4 separate regions of the Mus musculus genome follow, and all the other regions are linked to region 2. The links are chromatin contacts, called in public promoter capture Hi-C maps. All regions are on one chromosome and are shown on one strand. The core of a region is the stretch at or near the end of the contact, and the rest is flanking DNA. Distances in the headings are between cores, read along the strand shown. Region 1 holds the start of Rgl3 (ral guanine nucleotide dissociation stimulator-like 3). Region 2 holds the start of Shfl (shiftless antiviral inhibitor of ribosomal frameshifting). Region 3 holds the start of Ccdc159 (coiled-coil domain containing 159). Region 4 holds the start of Epor (erythropoietin receptor).

The links. Promoter capture Hi-C pulls out the DNA fragments that hold promoters and counts their contacts.
Region 1: a promoter capture Hi-C map of liver shows a contact between it and region 2, with 4 times the contacts expected there. The contact joins the promoter of Rgl3 here to the promoter of Shfl in region 2. A contact is called at or near these places in 3 of 39 promoter capture datasets (liver and pre-B cells).
Region 3: a contact with region 2 is called in a promoter capture Hi-C map of liver, with 6 times the contacts expected there. The contact joins the promoter of Ccdc159 here to the promoter of Shfl in region 2. A contact is called at or near these places in 4 of 39 promoter capture datasets (erythroid cells, liver and pre-B cells), 1 of 115 datasets of contacts at active chromatin or transcription factors (astrocytes) and 1 of 9 other capture datasets (liver).
Region 4: a contact with region 2 is called in a promoter capture Hi-C map of pre-B cells, with 4 times the contacts expected there. The contact joins the promoter of Epor here to the promoter of Shfl in region 2. A contact is called at or near these places in 3 of 39 promoter capture datasets (liver and pre-B cells) and 1 of 9 other capture datasets (liver).

Annotation. Positions count from the first base shown.
Region 1 is chr9:21,987,998-21,990,906 of GRCm38.p6, forward strand. It overlaps Rgl3 (ral guanine nucleotide dissociation stimulator-like 3), which reads right to left and starts at 1,456. Exons shown (of 19, transcript NM_023622.4): 1 at 1,368-1,456; 2 at 852-962; 3 at 49-278. The coding sequence starts at 1,400. Ccdc151 (coiled-coil domain containing 151) reads right to left here. Exons shown (of 13, transcript NM_029939.3): 11 at 2,805-2,909; 12 at 2,400-2,484; 13 at 1,874-2,247. The coding sequence ends at 2,129. Gm36414 (a long non-coding RNA gene) reads left to right here and starts at 1,499. Exons shown (of 2, transcript XR_379185.4): 1 at 1,499-1,642; 2 at 2,589-2,711.
Region 2 is chr9:20,867,237-20,870,097 of GRCm38.p6, forward strand. It overlaps Shfl (shiftless antiviral inhibitor of ribosomal frameshifting), which reads left to right and starts at 1,406. Exons shown (of 8, transcript NM_175687.2): 1 at 1,406-1,700; 2 at 2,094-2,217; 3 at 2,368-2,417. The coding sequence starts at 1,680.
Region 3 is chr9:21,926,048-21,928,867 of GRCm38.p6, forward strand. It overlaps Ccdc159 (coiled-coil domain containing 159), which reads left to right and starts at 1,424. Exons shown (of 13, transcript NM_025977.3): 1 at 1,424-1,681. The coding sequence starts at 1,671. Tmem205 (transmembrane protein 205) reads right to left here and starts at 1,488. Exons shown (of 4, transcript NM_178577.5): 1 at 1,245-1,488; 2 at 202-310; 3 at 1-107. The coding sequence starts at 301.
Region 4 is chr9:21,962,242-21,965,201 of GRCm38.p6, forward strand. Epor (erythropoietin receptor) reads right to left here and starts at 1,335. Exons shown (of 8, transcript NM_010149.3): 1 at 1,076-1,335; 2 at 1-95. The coding sequence starts at 1,190.

The sequences.
Region 1 (2,909 bases), core at 206-2,705, 1.1 Mb after region 2:
ATGGGGTTCTGGGGATGGGGACATGCGGGTCTCCTGAAAATGACTGACCCAGCAGGAGGTGGTGGCGGCGGCGGTGGCGGGGGTAGCAGAAAACCCAAAACGCGGGCTGTGGGTACAAAGGCCCGGTGGGTGGCCAGGAAGGCAGGCACGAAGCCAGGATCCTGCTCGCGGTCTCCGGACACCAACTCATGCACCAGCCGCTCCAGTCGGGCGGCCCTCAGCGCCCGCACCTTGCTGGTTCGGTAATGAAGGAAGGTGTCGGTAGCCGGGATGGGGGTCTGCGGGGGAGTGGGGCAGTGAATGAAATAAGGTGAGGAGCGTTCCAAGCACCTTGTTTCCAATTATACCCATCTCTGGCACTTTTTTTGGGGGGGTGTGACTGTGTCCTTTTCTGAAACTCCGAGACTCCCTAAATATACACCAATCATGCAATGCTCACATCAACCCCGCAGGACACCCCACTACTCTAGCACTTCCCTCTGTGCCCTCCTCACCCCGCCACCCCAGGCTTCAGGCAGTTTTGCAGCCAAGCTTCACTGGCCAAGCCTGAGTCCCACCCATCACCACCTGGCCGCTCCTCCGTTCTGCTTTCCTGCACCCTGCCGGTCAGTTTCGCCTTTGGGGGGAGCGCTATCACCTGGCCCCACCCCGTTTCCTGGATTCAAACCAAGTCACCTGGCCGCCCCCAGGCCCTTTCCACACACCTGGTCGCCTCTTAGCTCCGCCCTTCCTCCTGGCCCCGTAGTTCTAGGGAGGCTCACCCTCAGCTCTCCAGCTTCCCCCTCTCCTCCCAACTCCCAGGCCCCTGAGCTGAGTCCGCCCTCACTTGCTCGCCTCAGTCCCTTCCTCACCTGGCCTTCTCCAGACCTCTCTGGGGTCGAGCGCTGGCTGCGCTGCCGCCGCAGGGAGACGCTGTACACGGCGCCATCCTCGGTCTCCTCGCCCCAGTCCTGCAGCGGCGCCTGGATGTGGAGGCGGGCTCAGGGAAGTCCCTCCGGCTTCAGCCCCCTGCCTTTATGTTTGGCCCACTTTCCCGAACAGAGTATTCAAGACTCGGGGTGGGATCCCAGGTCTTCGCCACGGATACCCTTCTCCCAGGTCTTGAGTGGATGGAGTATCATTTGGGGATATCCCAGAGTCCAATGTCACAAAGAATCTGTCACCTCCTCCTGAGATTCCTCAGACCCCCGTCCCCATCCCCCAAACTAGCCGCTTCACGGGGTCAGGAACTCTGAATCCCCAAATGGGGACTCCAAGGCACATCCATTTTGCAGAAAGATTAGAAAACGAGGGGCGGTCGCCTGGAGTTTCTGAATCTGGGGGTACACTAGGGACGTGGGGTCCGAGGATCCCCAGCTTCCTCTTACCAGGGCCAGCTCTTTGCCCGCTGTCCTCTCCATGGCCCCGGTGCCCGTCCTGCTCCCTGGCGCCGCTGAGTGAAGCGGAAGGGCCAGCGGGCAGTGGGGCGGGGCAGCCGAGCGTCCAGTCGTGGGGCGGGGCTGGGCAAGGCGGTCCCACAATTCCAGAGGTCCCCAGCCGGACCCCATCCCCGCACCCAGGCTAGCCTAGAAGTCCCGTTCCTTCCCAGAAGTGCGGGTCAATCTGTCACTCAGACATATGGGTGCAGGGGACACGACAACAGGTCTGTGTCCCTGGGAGGGAAGTGCTTTATACTAGGTTGGGGTTGATCAATCCCAGGTGTCGAGGGTGTCTCCTATGTCTGGAGGAGAAGGAGGGCACACTGAATCTGTACCATAGGTGATGGAAGCCATGCCATCTCAGGCTAGAAGCCGCGAAGTGTCTGTGGCCCTGCATTTTGTGGGGGCAGCCTTTTGGGGGCGGTGCAGGGTCAAAAAGAGGTGAATACCCAGGGGGTTGTTCAGTGACCTTTATTGCGCGATTCCGAGGCGGGCACCAACCCGCCTCGAGAGATTTACTGTGGGAACTTCTGGCTCGGCCTTTTCTCTCCTCCGGGCGCTGCTGGCCTGCGGTGCTCCCTGCTTGAGCTTCCTCCAAGCCCTTGAAGGAGCCTCCGGGGCTCCCAGACACACACCACCCGTAGGTGGACCCAGAGGGTCGGAGGGCTCCCTAGAGTCCCGGAGGCATCCGATAGGACTTGACTGCGAGTCTAAGATCTGCGCAACCTATTGCGCTTCTTGCTGCGGGCTTCGATTAACTTCTGGGAACGGAGCTTGAAGGCAGCGCGGGTCACCACATCACGGTCATCATCCTCACTCTCCTCTTCATCTACAGAGAGAGGCAGGGGTGGGTGATGGGGAGGGTGAGGGACCGTTTCTTTTTCCCTTCCCAGCCTTCGCCACACCATGCACCTCCTCCTTGGCCTTGACTTAAGGCCACCTCGCGCCCCTCCCATTCATCCCCCTTTGGCCCACACTGACCAAAGAACTTGTCCTTGACACTGGCGACGGGCAGAAGGATGCGGGTGTTGTATAGGGGCAGCTTTCCTTCTAGCGTGGCCAGGAACTGCGGGGGGGGGGGGTAGGGGGAGGCCGGAGAGAGATGTGGGATGGCAGTGAGGCTCTGTTCCACCTCCGTGCACCTTACATTGAGTTTCTACCGGATTCTAGGTGGAGATCACTGCCCACCCTTCGCTGCCTGGTTTCGGAGGCCCTGCCACCTGAGATCCACCCAGTCCAGGCTTCGCTACTCTGGTTATGAAGCTCACGCCCATTCAGCACCTGTTTCCTATGTCAGTCTGCTCTCTGATTTTCGACCCTCCCTCCCCCACCCCCACCCCCACCCCCTGCCTTGGTCCCCACTGGCCGCGGAGGATGTGTGTGAACCTCTCGGTCTGCTATGTGTCGCAGCAACTCAGGCACGTCCTGGCTCTCCAGTTGGTCCTGCAGTTTCAGCAGCTTTTCCTGGACAACTACCAGCAGATTGTAAGC
Region 2 (2,861 bases), core at 156-2,655:
TAATATTCCATGGTGTGTCCACGCTGCATTTTCTTTATCCATTCACCTATTAATGGACATCGCGTGAACAATACAGCAATGCACACAGGCGCAAGTATCCGGCACTCATTAACAAGCTGGTTTCCTTTCCTACAGGCATTTTCCCCAATAGTTGACAGATCTTATGCTCATTGTATTCTGTGAGGAACTTCTATCCCACTTTCCATAACAGCTATAGTATTTCAATATAACTTATTGATGACTATCCATTTGGAGGTGTTCCTTTCAGGCTTGCGTAGAGACCAGGGCCCGATGCTCACATGATTCTCGGCTTTAGATTTACAATGTGGATTCCTTGGAGCCAGAAGTCTACAAGGGTGTAAGGGGCCAGGAGTTGGCTTTTCTTCACATTTTTACTCTGCTTCCAACCAGCATGACACTTCAAAGGTCACCTGGTGACTGATGCAATATCTATGTCCCACATTGTGCTAAGTGACATTAATCCCCCTGGAAAACCAAACACGGTGGCTCACAGCTGTAATCTCAGTGCTACAGAGCGAAGGCTGGAGGACCACCATACCATACGTTTAAGGACAGCCACGGCTATACAATGAGACCCCCAGCATTCAGAAGGTGGAAGCAGGAGGATGGTGAGTTCAAAGTCATCCTCAGCTACATAGAAAGTTCCAGAGTAACCTGGACCATAAGGGCCACCATTGAAACTATGGGGCCTGGGAAAGAGGCTGAAGGGGAGGGTAGATCAGTTTCCATTTCCCCCTCTCTGGCTTTGGTCTCCGGTTCACTGTTAAACCACCTTATCTGCACCTGTGGCATCCACCTTTGGTGGTGGTGGGAGCCAGATCACCCAGCAAAGATTTCTGTGCTCCTGGATCATAGTGAGACCCAAGCTCTGTACCGAAAGGGGCAAGGCAGAGGTTCACTGGGAAGAAGGTATTTAAACGGGGTGAAAAAGCCCAGGCCTCTTAGATTCTGGGGCCCATTCTCTGGAGAAGTCTGTAAAACTTGCTAAAAAAAAAATAATAAAAAAAATAAAAAATCTTTCATTTCATTTTGTCCTAGGATGTTCCCCTCCCCCCCCCCCTTTTTCTTTTTTTCTTTTTTGAAACTGGGTCACACATAGTCTAGGACATCCTTGAACTCCTGATCTTTTTGCATCCACCTTCCAACTGCTGGAGTGACAGGTGTGTGTCACCATGCCTATCTTGCATGCCCATTTTACAGAGGAGGAAACTGAGGCTGAGAGTGTGGGAATTAGAGAGAGAAGCCGTGGGAGTTAGAACTGCTGAGCATAGCAAAACGCCACGGTGGTCCGAAGACGCTTCGGGTTCTGCATAGGAGGAGCAGCGAGGGAGCACCGAACTGTGGTGCGGCTCCGCCCCCAAGGGGGACGTGAAGACGCGGACCCCGCGCAGCGTGGGGACATGTGACCGACTGCAGAGGCCGCGCTGCTGCGCAGGACGCGGTGAGGCGCGCTCGGAGGCCCGGGAGCACCACCCGGGAGCACTACAGGGCGCGTGAGCAGACGCGTGGCCGCAAGGCCTGCGCGGGGTCTCCTCAGGGTCCCCAGCTTTACGTAGAAACGAAACTGAAAGAGGGGCCCGAGGGAGGCGGAGCTGCGGCGACGCCACCCAGGCTTGCGAGGCCCGGACCCAGGCGCAGCCAGGTGTGCTCCGGCCACCATGGCTCAGGATGGCGTGGAGGTAGGACAGCCGCGCCACCGGCGGCGCGGAAAGGGCTCCCGGGAACACCCCTGCCCCCTGGGCTGTTTCCCTCCTCTATCCCTGGGCACAGTGGGGCTGTAGGGTCAGAGGTCAGAAGGAAAGGGGGTAACCTGGCCTGCATCCCGCCACACACACACACACACACACACACACCGCCAGACCCCAAATTCGCACCGGGGAGGCTGGGACGCGCCGCAGTCTCCACCATCCCCCAATGCCTGGAGAACTTCGGATTTTTCCAGGAAATGGCTTAAAGGGGGGGGGGGATGGGGATGCGGAGGCCAGAAGCCAGGGTCAAGTTCAGGAGAATGAAGGTGCGGGGGCTGCTCCCCGTCGCCGGCGACATCAGAGCTTATCCCCCCTCTATCCTAGTTGGAGAAGAGCGTCAGGCGCCTCCGGGAGAAGTTTCATGGGAAAGTGTCCCCCAAGAAGGCAGGGGCTCTTATGAGGAAGTTTGGCAGCGACCACACCGGAGTTGGGCGCTCTATCGTGTATGGTGAGTCAGCCCTGGTGGGGGGGACACTGAGTGGGTGTGGTTTCAGAATTGCTGTAGCGCTTTAGCGACCCTGGCTCCGTTTAACCGGAGGCTCTCCACCGCCTGGAACTCCTACACCCTTCAAGAGCCCCTCCCATGTTCTCCCACTAGGTGTCAAGCAGAAAGACGGACAGGAGCTGAGCAACGACCTGGACGCTCAGGTAACCTCCCCCTGTCCCCAAAGGAAGGGGGATTCCCATTCTCTTGTCAGAAGGAACAATCAGTGAGTGCTCCCCTTACCATCTAGGGTCCTTTCCTTTCTCAAGCAGCCTTCAAACAGTAGGTGCTCATTACATGCTGATTACCTCAAATGGAAGAGACAGGACAGTAGGATAAGGAGACTGAATGTCGAAGAAAACTCAAGGCAACCCTTTCTTGCATAAGAAGAAAGTCTGAGCTGGGCAGATCCTGGGAAGAAAGACGCCTGGACAGGAGGGATGAAGGAATCAAGGCAATATGGTTGTTTTGCTCCTCGGCTTCTGTTTGCTTGAAAGACATAGCAGAGTTTTTGTTTTGTGTAAGACAGAGTCTTTACATAGCTCAGCCCTGGACTTCCCTGAAATTCACTAGATAGGCCAGGCTGGCTTTGAACTCACAGAGATCCA
Region 3 (2,820 bases), core at 174-2,673, 1.1 Mb after region 2:
GAGGTTGATGAAGGCACAGCCCAAGGAGACGTGAAAATAGACTGGGAAGACCTTGCTCTGCACCAGTCCAAATGTGTGCCGCGGGAGGCTCCGAAAAAGCAGGAAGCCTGGGAGGTGGAGGGCCACAAACACCGTTAGGTTGCTTCCGGGTCCCCCTCCTACTCAGTCCTCACTCTAAATAACAGGTTGGAGGGTCCCTACCTGAGATAAAGGTCACCCACACCTGCATGCCCCAGGCACCAGACAAGACCAGCAAGTGGATGACTTTAATCAGACTTCCCGGGTCCTCTCCTTTTTCCATTCTGCAGCCCTGGGAAGGAAACAGTGGTGACTCAGCTTAACCTTCGACCCCCGAGCTTTGAGGCCTTGGCAGAGAGTGCATAGGGCCAGCCTCACACTGGTGCAAAGATGAGAGAAAACAGCCTGGAAATGGCAGTTGGAAGACCCAAAGTAGACCCTAGACAATCTCAAGCCCAACCAGTCGATCTGGGCTCAGGCTTGGGGCTGGAATCGTGGCTTTGCGGTCAGGGACTTTGTTGGTGCTGGCCTTACATGCTATCCTCCATACTTGCAAAATAATAGTAATAATAATAAGTAAATAATATCACCCAACATGAAGGCTTGTACCTGTAAATCCCCAACACTTGGAAGACGGAGACAGGGGAGTTGCCACTTTTCTAGCTCAAAGTTAGAAAAAGATTCCTCAATTCCAAAAAGCCTTTAAAGACGTAGAAACTGGCCTGGTGATTCACAGTTGTAACCCCAACATATCAGAGGGTGATGCAGGAAAATCACTGAGTTTGAGGACTGCCTGACATACTGTGAGACTCTCTCAAAATAAGGAAGCAAGCAAACATCTCAGGTCCAGCTGAGCAAATGGCTCAGCGGGCAGAGCGTTTGCCTCACGTGCAGGAAGCCTCGCGTTCCGTCTCCAGTTCTGCATAAAACAGGTTCTGGTTCTAGTCTGTCATTCCAGCACAAAAGTAGAAACAGGAGGGGCAGGAGTTGGAAGCCAACCAGAGATACATGAGACCTTGTCTCAAAACCAAAATTCTAGAACAAAAGACTCTCTCTAAACCACAATGTCCACTGCACCCCAAAAGCTTGAATCCCAGCAGCTCAAGTTCACATACTTAGGTTTTCAGGGATTACCCTAGCTCTGCAGACATCTAAGAGCCCTCATCCGGAACCCGAGATATTCTAAGAACATCCCAAAACACCCCCGGAGCCCCATCTGACCCCACCGTTGGAGCACACGAGCTCAGGCGTAGGGACCAAGAACCGTGGCAGCTCCAGTGCAGCTCCGGCTTGCCTGAGATTTCCCAGGTTTTCTTCCGCCCCGCAGGCCTCGCCCCACCTCCCAGCCAGAGCCAATGAGATCACAGCTCTCACTCCTCTGGACTCTCCCACTTAGGGATTGCCCAGTTGGCTTGCGGGAATCAACTGGCCATCTCGCCTCTCCGGACTTCATCCAGTCTCACCGAAGATGCGCAGGCGCCAATGAGCTCCGCGCCTGAGCGGAGTGAACGGGCGTGGCTTATGGGAGGACCACGCCCTTCTCTGTGACTCCACCTTTGGCCTCCCCTCGTTTTCCAACGATGGTGTCCTCAGGGGATCAAAACTTCAGCGTCACAGCTGGGGACTGGCTTCGTGGTCCCTGATGGGAGAGCATGAACGGGTGGTATGCTGTAGTAGGTGGGAATGGAAGAGAATGGGGAGACTGGAAGGGTGTTAGATTGACAGAACAAGGGGTTAGGACTAATAGCAATGGTTAAGCTTCCAAGCTCGAAAATTTTTCTGGAGAAGGGGACAGCTGAAGATTCAATTGGGGTTGTGGGGAGGGCAGGCAAGGTTGGGGACCTTCTGGTGGTGACGCTCAGAAATGTGTCTTTCCTTTCCCGCTCTAATCTTCGAGGGTATCTGTGGTCCTCAGGTGACATTCTAGAACAAATTTCATTTACAAGCATTGGACTAAATCTGTGTAATCAGGGCAGCCCAATATAGTATATATAATTTTTTCCCCTCCCAGATAGATTCTCACTGTGTAGCCATGGCTGGCCTGGAACTAGCTTTGTAGACTAGGCTGGCTTGGAACTCAGGGACCCCCTGAGTTCTGGGATTAAAAGGGCTGAACTACCACATCCTGTCCTTTATGTGTTTTGTTTGTTTCAGATTTAAAAAAATTTTTATGTGTATTAACGATTTGCTTGTATATATGTCTGGGCACTGCTTTCGAATCTAGTGCCTGTAGAGGTCAGAAGAGGGCATCAAATCCTCTGGGACTGGAGACACAGACGGTTGTGAGTCACCCTATGGGTGCTGGGAATTGAACCTGGGTACTCAGGAAAAGCAGCTAAACCAACTCTCAAGCCATTTTTTTTTTTAAGGTTTTTGTGACAGGGTCTCTTGCCCTGACTTGACTGAGACTCACTAAGTGGACCAGGCTGGCCTCGAACTCAGAGAGATTTGCCTGCCTTTGCCTCCTGAGTGCTGGGATTAAAGGCATGTGACTACTTTCTGTCCCCTTTTTAAATATAAAGCCTTGTTATCCTTGTTGTGCATGAGACATGTCTTACGAGTGCGTGTGTCATGGCACGCACGGCAGAGGACAACTTTACGCAGTTGGTTTTCTCTTCCCACCTTTAAGCTGGTCACTGGGCATCCGTTTGGGTTTACCTCTCCTCTGACTTTCACTTCTGCCAATACTGAGGAGATTCTGGCTGGAACATCTCTGAGGAGTCTCTTTGGGGAAACACTAAAGAGATCAGGTGTCTGGGGCTGGTTCTTAGTTGGCAAAGCACCTGCCTAGCGTGCAGCTGG
Region 4 (2,960 bases), core at 85-2,584, 1.1 Mb after region 2:
GGAGCTCGCCGCTTCCTCCCAGAAACACACCAAGTCTTCCAAGCGTTGGGTGAAGCACAGAAGTTCTTCGGAGCCCCGGGATGCCAGCAGGGCCGCTAGAAAAGGGGATAGCCATGGCGGGGGGAGGGGGAGATCAGGGAAGCCCAGGTCTGCCTTCCACGGTGCCCTTACCCTCCCTCTTGTCGCCTGTGCAGATCCGATAATTTTAGTGCCCCGCCCTCTTCTCCAAAAGGGCCTTCGAGGGGTCTTGCAAAAGTGGCGCCTCAGAACTCCCAAGAGTAGCGACCCCGCCTGCCTTGTTCTACTCCTCCGTGCGCACGCCCACTCACCCTGCAAGTTGAGCGCTGTTCGCCCCGCCCTAGCGGGTGTGTGTGAGCGCAGAGAACTCGGCCTCCTATCGGTTCCCGCAGGCACCCGGCTGTCCCCCGATAGCGCCAACCGTGTCCCCCGCCCCCTTCCTCCTCCTAGCAAGCCGTCCAAAGGACCTAGCACCATCCGCCCGCCAAACTGAGTTTACAGTCTGCAGCGGGTCTGTTTCACAGTCTCTGGGAGCTCGATCCCCTCCCCCAGGAGAGCGGACCTAGCACTACCTTACCCTTGCCATTTCTACCATATCCCAGACTCCCTCAAAACACGAAACAGAGCCGAATGTGTTGGCTCTTGCAGGTCATCCCAGCAACTGGAGGTGGAGGCAGGAGAATCAGGAATTCAAGCTCAACCTCAATTACATAATGAGTCTGAGGGCAGCTTTGGCTACACAGACGCCGCCTCAAAACCAGAAACAGTACAGGCGAGTGACACATGCCTTTCATCCTAGCAATTCCAGGACATCCTGGAATGTCTAGCGAGATCCTGCTTCAAACAAACAAACAAACAAACAAACAAACAAACAAACCAACCAATCTTAAGCCTCTGCCCTGAGCATCACTCCAGGGCGAGGAGACTCTGAGATGCCTCATCGAGTTCAGACACCAGTTTGGCCCCTAGGACCCCATCTGGAGGTTCAGGGGACATTTAGCCCCTGGGACTCGGGCTGGGAATTCAGACCACAGCATTGCCCATGTACAGTTCTTACCTTTGCTCTCAAACTTGGGGTCCGGGAGGCTGGGTGAAGGTGCCCAGGCTGCCCCAGCAAGTAGGAGACAGAGGGGGCCTACCCGAGGCCAGAGGGGCACCCTGAGTTTGTCCATGATGCAGCCCTAGCTTCAGGAAGCTCAGGGCTCCAGCGCCCCTGTTTCGTCCCCCCCACCTCTCCTTCCCTTTCCTCTTTCCCCTTTCCCCTAGTCCACAGCTGGGTCAGCAGCAGCTGCCGGACACAGCTGACCAGGAGCTTCTAAGTGGCAGCTCCTTCCAGGGGGCGGGGCCAGCTTGCAGGCTGGGGACAGATAAGCTACAGCCACCAAGGGAACAGGGGCCTTCTTGGGCACAGCCACTGCCTAAACCAGTGTAGGGGGTGGGGCAGACAGCAGAGTTTTGTTTCGGGTGGCTTTGCTAATGTGGTCACGGACAAGTGACTTATGTTGTTTCACCGTCTAGGTCTAGTCCGGGCATCTGTGAATCCAGCCTGCTGTGCAGCCGGCAGGCCACAGATGGAAGAGAGGCTCTCGCTCCAGCCAGTATCTCTTCCCCAGCTCAGTTCAAAATAAGAATCCTAAAGACAACTAGCAACTGGGTGTGTGAGTGGAATCAGGCTGTGTAGCGTGACAGACACGTGCTATGGTGTTTTCTGTTTATGAATTACACGGATTTGGGAATATGAAATATTTACTATTTTTAAAATTACATTTGTGTGTGTGTGCATGTGTGTGCATGCACAAATGCAGCAGGATGCTTGTGGACAGCACAGAACAACTTGGGGAGTCAGCTCTCTCCTGCCTTGTGCTCCTGGTATTAAGCTGAGGTCTTCAGTATTGGCAGAAAAATCTTTGACCAGCTGAGCCAGCTCACCTGAGCCATCCGTCTCACCAGCCCTGATTGTTTTGGAGACAGTGTATCCCAAGCTGACATCAAGCTCCCTGAATAACTAAGGATGATGTTAGACTCCTGGTCCTCCTGCTTTCACTTCCTGGGTGTTGGGATGACAGGCATGCACCACCTATGTGGTGCTGGGACTGGAACCCAGAGCTTCACCTTACTGAGCAAGGGCTCTGCCAACTCTACAGCTCCAGTATTGCTTGCTTTCTTCCATGCAGGATGTCACTAAATAGCCCAGGCCGTCTTGGAACTGTGGCAATCCTCCTGACCCAAGCTTCTGAGTGCTCAGATCACAGACCTGTGCTTTCTTTCTTTTCTTTTTTTTTTTAAGACTTATTTATTTATTATATGTAAGTACACTGTAGCTGTCTTCAGACGCACCAGAAGAGGGCATCAGATCTCTGTTACAGGTGGTTGTAAGCTACCATGTGGTTGCTGGGATTTGAACTTCGGACCTTTGGAAGAGCAGTCGGGTGCTCTTACCCCTGAGCCATCTCACCAGCCCCAGACCTGTGCTTTCTATACTTAAAAATAAAAAAAACAAAGTTGAATGGCGGGTAGTGGTACAGCACTTGCCTAGCAGGTGGAAAACCCTGGGTTTATCCCCAGAACCCCCCAAATACAGAGATAGGTGGATGCATACATATACATACATAAGTACATAGTACGTACATACATACATACATGGGTAGATGCATGGATACATACATACATGAACAGACACATATATGGATATACACATATACACAGATACAAGTATGTATATGTTCACATATGCATACATGCATTGACACACCCATGGACAGATAGGTAGGCAGATAGATGAATACATACATACATTCATATATACATACATTTATGATACAGTGGTTTAAATGAGAATGGCTTTTATAGGCTCATATATTTGAATGTTTGGATCCCAGTTGGTGGACTGGGCTGGAGAGATGGCTCAGCGGTTAAGAGCACTGACTGCTCTTCCAAAGGTC